Linked DNA regions of Ovis aries: region 1 is linked to region 2. A link is a contact called in public Hi-C data. All regions are on one chromosome and are shown on one strand. The core of a region is the stretch at or near the end of the contact, and the rest is flanking DNA. Distances in the headings are between cores, read along the strand shown. Region 1 holds the start of BCL6 (BCL6 transcription repressor). Region 2 overlaps LPP (LIM domain containing preferred translocation partner in lipoma).

The links. A called contact is a pair of places that touch in the nucleus more often than the background predicts.
Region 1: a contact with region 2 is called in a Hi-C map of liver, with 8 times the contacts expected there. The contact joins the promoter of BCL6 here to the enhancer-like site in region 2. A contact is called at or near these places in 2 of 16 Hi-C or Micro-C datasets (liver and mixed tissues).

Annotation. Positions count from the first base shown.
Region 1 is chr1:200,383,301-200,386,302 of ARS-UI_Ramb_v3.0, reverse strand. It overlaps BCL6 (BCL6 transcription repressor), which reads right to left and starts at 1,342. Exons shown (of 10, transcript XM_042233309.1): 1 at 1-1,342. LOC105602706 (a long non-coding RNA gene) reads left to right here and starts at 1,691. Exons shown (of 3, transcript XR_001021447.5): 1 at 1,691-1,953.
Region 2 is chr1:199,761,335-199,764,247 of ARS-UI_Ramb_v3.0, reverse strand. The region is part of intron 3 of LPP (LIM domain containing preferred translocation partner in lipoma); the gene reads left to right. Among named protein-coding and RNA genes, the nearest start is that of LPP, 230 kb to the left of the region's middle. Within about 2 kb of position 1,492, at least 10 of the 54 cell types and tissues checked have an H3K27ac peak or open chromatin away from gene starts, as enhancers often do. A contact at or near this core is called in liver, where this site is marked.

The DNA of each region.
Region 1 (3,002 bases), core at 93-2,592, 620 kb before region 2:
TTCACAAAGCTTGCACCACGGGAAAAATAAAAATTTAGGAAAGCAGGGAAACAGCCATTGGGAGCTAACACCGAGTCACGCAGCGCCCAAAATACAAACACCACGACCGCCAGAAATCCCGCCACCTTCCCGCTTGGCTGGGCCGTTCTGCGAAGGTTCCCGGAGTCCCCGCACTCTGAACAGCACCGCAGGTGCAAACGCGCACCCCTTTCCCACCCCCACCCCCAAATCCCCATCCCGCCACAAGCCTCTCTCCCCAGGACCGGGAGAGGGAGCGCGCGGGGGTTCCCGACTCCCTAGACTGCAACCAAGAAAGAATGATTTCCAAACTATTCAACATCCCCGCCCCCAGGCAAGCTAAACCTCCCCCAAAACGCAGGGGAAGGGGACACCAAAACGCTCGGATCTCGTTAGGAAGATCGCGGCTCAGAAAGGAACACTTCATCTGGGTTTATGAAGGGGAAAAAAAATAAATATCCACTAGGAGTTCGCTTGCATTTCTCCTCCAAAATCTCGGCTCGGAGGTGGGGAATCGAGAGGACCGAGGCCGGTGGAAGGGAGCCAGCGGGGCGAGCGAAAGGGCAGTCTCCCTCCTCGCCTCCCGGAGTGACCAAGAAGGACGGGAGAGGGGAAGGAAGGAGAGGCGAGGGAAAGGAGAGGGAAGGAAGGAAGGCGAGGCTGGAGCGAGGGAGCAAGGAAGGCAGTTTGCAAGCGAGAAAAGAGGGAAAAAAAAACACAGCCGCACGAATCCAGCGAGATCACAAGCCGTACGCAAGCAGCAGCAGAAAGAGCGAGAGCGCGAGCGCGCGTCCTCTCCGCCGTCTGGGGCCAGACAGCCCCCAGACTTGCCCGAATCACCCCCCAAGCACTGTCTCGTCCTTTCTGCTCCGGCCGCCCCCTAATTCCCCTCCTTCCTCTCCTCCACCTCCTCTTCAAAAACCAAAACAACACAAGGGAGGGTGGCAAAAGCCTCCCCAAACCGGCCAATTCACTCAAAGACAACAAGAATAAAATAATAAAAATATAAAAATCTACATCCTAGAGTGGGAGAGACGTGGGACTAATCTTCGGCATTTATTTTAACACCTGACAGCTACAATAAATAAATATATACATTTACATCAATAGATACACATAGGAAACTTGGAGCCAAAGCATTTGGCAAGAGCAGAAAAAAAGAATTAAAAGGTAAAATAATGATCATGAGCAGCGGCGGCGGCAGCGGCACCAGCGGCAACAGCGGCGGCGGCAGCAGCAGCGGCGGCAGCAACAGCAATAATCACCTGGTGTCCGGCCTTTCCTAGAAACTTCTTGCATCACCACTTCTAAGAACCCCAGTTCTAAGAATCAACAGAGCTCAATTCTCGGAATTTGAGCTGGGGACTTTACCACTGCTACGTAGCAGGGGAGGACTCGGTGTCAGCTCTCCACGACTTATGCCTCCTCCGGGCCATAAAAAGCCCTCCAAGCCAAAATATTTTCCCGCTGTCCCGCAGATTTTGGGGTCCTCACGGGCTGAACGTCTCGGGTTTGGAGATTTCGGCGCGAGGGTCGAGGGGCCGGACGGTGGCTCTCCCTCCCCGGCCCCCGGTCGGTGGTACAGCCTGCTCCGCCACCGTCACGTGGGCGCCCCTCTGTGACGTCGGCGTCTTCGCTGTAGCAAAGCTCGGCCTCTGGAATTCTGAGAACTAATTTGCTATTCGGTGACATAAGAGGGGGAGTGCGCTTTGCTTCCCCGGGGTCTGGGGCTCATTTCTCCTCTCTTCCCCATAAACTCAGCTCCTCCGAGCTCAAAACACAAAAGGAAGCGAGAGGTTCGAACCTTTGGGAAAAGTCTGTTATATATAGTAGGTTTCGGGGCGAGTAAGGGAAAAAAAAAAAAAAAAAACACCACAGCTCTTTCCAGCTAGAATATTAGGCACCACGAGAAAAATATTTGCCAAGCAGTTTTCGGTGGGTTCATTTGCTTTATTTTTATTTGGGACAGTTTGGGATTTTTTTTTTTTTCCTTGGTGTGGTGGTTTGGGATTTGGGGTGGTTGTATTATGATGGTTTGCGGATTTTTGCTTCTGATTTTTGCCTTTTGCAACTTTGTGATGTTACGTAAATCGTAGGATCCCGCATCGGTTGGATTTTGTTTTGTTTTACCCCTATGAAATGTCTCAAACGATTTAAGGAAGACGTGTTATTTTAATACTGATAGTGTTGAAAGAAGCTTGAGTTTTTTGTCATATGTAACAATTCCGACCCCCACTTTTTTCAGGGGGGCGGGGAAGGGTGTTCAATTTTCCTTTTTCCCTTGGACTTTTACTGAGAGGACGCTCTCCTGCGCTAGAAAGACATGTTCAAAGGATTTGTTTTGGTTTGTTTCTTTCCAGGACAGCAAGTGGTGGGTTTACTCTGTTATTGTTGACTCTTAGGAAAATTCTTGCTGCAAGAAACGTGTGTGTATGTGTATGTGTACGCGTACGCGTGTGTTCTACAAAATTCTGTGAGCCAAATACATGTTTGTGTTCTGCTTTTTCTTTAGGTCTTGGTTCCCCCCGCTCTCTCCCAGCTCGTTTCAAGGTCGTTGTTAAAAATCTCTCCTGTCTGTGTTTAAAGAGACCAGCCGGAGGGAATTCTAAAGGCCTGCGGTGCCAGTATCACAGATACTGCGTGGATTTAGAACAGACTGTGCTACAACTACAACGCGGTTCACGCAGCACAGTCCTCTTAGTTTTAGAGCTGAGTTAGGAGGAGGAGGAAAAGGGGGGAAATCTTTCTTTCTTCCTTCCTTTCTTTTTAAAGGCAAATGCAGTGCAGAATCATTTCACTGTGGGCCTTGGTTTGTTTATTCAGAACTGCCAGTTTCCCTATTTAAATGTTGGTTGGGGTTTTTTTCCCCTCCTACTCATCCCTGAATGAGGGAGACTCTTGTTTCTTTTATGTCTCTCTCTTAAAAGAGGGTGTGAGGGGAAAATAATATTTCAGATTCCTCAAGTATTAACCCAAAATGTTTG
Region 2 (2,913 bases), core at 243-2,742:
TGGTAAAGGTGATGTTCTTTGCTTCACGAGAAAGCGGCTGAATGAGGTCTCTAGCTTCTTGTAGATTTCTGCTGTATCTTGTATTTTTCTACTCCCGCACGATCATTCTGGTACCTTCTTCCCTCCTTACTGGAAAGCACGTGCTTCTGGAGCAGGGTAGCCCCCAAGATCTTCTCTCCTCACTGCTGATTGCTCTGCCCTCTTAACAATTGCAGTAATAAGCTCCAAGCTCAAAGCATGGGAGGTCTTTGGCCAGAGGGCCTTTGTGAGAGGATCCTAACATGTTCAGAATTCTCTTGGATTCACTGACTCTCATTATTACTATATTATAAATGAAGTGACTATATATAAGGGATTGTCTAAACTGGGACTCTTCCGAGAGTGAAAGGGGCACTGTTAATAATTACACTGAAACCATAAATTGGATGCATGGTCACCCTAATTATAAGAAATTGTGGAGGACAGTGTTTGAAATGTGAACTGACATGATTCAGAACTAGAATTTAACTCTTCATCTTCCCAAATCTTTCCCTTCTCTTTTATATAATAATCACGTGCTGACCCCGATGATGGGACAGGTAACTAGGCACTAGGAAAATAAAGGAAGACACCATCTGTGTTCTTTATTTGCTACAATCACTGTAATATTCGAAAGCAGAGGGTTGTCAAACTGGCTCGGTGCAGAGTTCTTATTGGAGGTAATTAGGTTTATACTTCTTCCTCCCCACTCCACCCAACCCCCCACCGCTCCCCCCGCCCCACAACTGAAGTGTATTCTGTCAAAAGACAAAGATTTAAATAAATCCGAGGAATCACTTTATCAATTTGTCTATTTTATTCTTGGGGTTTCTTAAAGATTTGGTGTGAAGAAACCCATTTTTCTTAACGATAAGTTTGAAAACTGCTGGTTTGAGATTTCAAATTCTATGTTATTGTTCTCAAGCTGTAAGTCTAGTTGGAGGAAAAAAGAAGAATCGGACTATCTAAACTTGGGACACAGAAAAAAATAAATAGGAAACTAAAAAGATATTTTAAGTATCTGGAGGGCTGCCATGTAGAAGAAAGCTTATGATTCCAAGGCAAAGGCAGGACTGATCGGTGGTTCTTAGGGGAATACCGGTTTCAGCCTTAACATAACTTTCTAGTAGTTACAACTTTTCTGCCATGAAAGGGGCTGCCTTGTGAAGTAGTAAGTTCCTTGTCATTGGTGTGGATAAGCAGACTCACAGAGGGTGGTTCAGTTTCAGCTTCAGCTCTGCGTTAGAAGAAATAACTTCAGTAACAATTTCATGCTTCTTGGATACTGCCTTACATATGTTTAAAGTGTGTGTGTGTGTGTGTTATTTCCCCAGAATATTAGCCAACTTAGAACATTTTTGACACACGGCATTGTCTTTTTTTTTGCGAGGTAGTCAGTAACTGATAAAAATACAGAAGGCGCAACACCAGCACTCTCATCGAGAGAAATTTGAAAAGGAATAACATCCACCCCTGTCATTCTGAAACTGATCCGAAACAGCCTGGCTCGTTTTTACTCAGTGGCTATTGGTCGATGCTTCTACAGATTTTGTCTCTGTTTCAAAATCTTGAAATAAAAGTGGAACAACTTCCAACATGACTTAAGATAAAGGTCACTGGTTGAAAATGGTTTCAATTGTTTTGCTATTAAATGTGAAATTGCAAAACTAGCCTCTCTTACATAACTTGAATTTATAGTACATTCCAAAGAGAAGCCTGTCTGTTTTTTATGCCATTTTAATTGCTGAGATGCTTCTCCAGGCTCTTGGATTGGTGTTAACCAGAAACTATGATTTCAGAGCTGTAAGGTATTGAGTTTCTTTGTTTTTTAAAACTGTATCTTATGGTCCTTGAAGAGGAAAAGTTGTACCTCTTCTTCCTCCCTTTATTTTTCCAGTGACTGAGCAATTTAACTGAATTTAGCAATATCCTTGTATTCTAACCCTAAGATGAAGTAGATCTTGGGTTTAATAGAAATTTAAGATGGAAATTAATTATCAGATAAACAAAGATTAACTTGGAAACCTTAATCTGTAATAATATTATCTAAATTCAATAATGTTAATTCAAATTATAGCCTTCAAACTCTATGCAAAAGCTCTGAACTAGTTTACAAGCAGTAATGTGATAGTACGGTGCAAACAGTACAGTTGACAGGTGACAGCTTTGTGAGCAATATAATGTTTGGAAGCTGGAGGATGACGGTTAACTCTGTGTCTTATTGCTATGCTTACTCTTGGCAGGTTATGTGGTCTGAGCAAACATTGCTTCAGAGTCACAAAGAGTAGTGTCATGTGAACATGGCCTGAGATTTGTCAATAGAGGGTTTATATTCATTGAGGAAAAAGTGAACTTTTTCTGCTTTTTAAATGATATCTAAATAGAATTATCTCTCTCTTATTTAATATACTTTTCTATGGGAATATCAATGTGAATTTATAATAAAGAAGAACACAAAATTATTTAAAAAAATCAAAATCAGTGAAAACTTCCCTCAAGGTCTAGTAATAGTCTCTGACCTATCTAATGGGTACAACAGACCTGTAAACAGATAGCTAAAATGTGGTGTTTGTGTGTTTTAATACAAGTTTGAACAAGCTGTCAGGGGAATGCAGACAATGAGCAGCAATTAACTTATGGACCTACCCACTTGGCAGTGGGTTTAGGATGAGAGGATTCCAGCCAGATAACCACCAAGGGGATTGCTAGGCCTCATTAGAGATGCTGTTGGTGATTTTTTCCCTTAGTCATTTTTTCATCCTGGTGAAGGTATAAGATATATATCAGGATTTTAAATGCTTATGAATCAAGCAATGAGAATCTCATCTTTGTAAAGCCAGATTTCCACTTTTAGGAATAGACTTACTGAACTCAAAGAGCTCAAGGTATTTATTG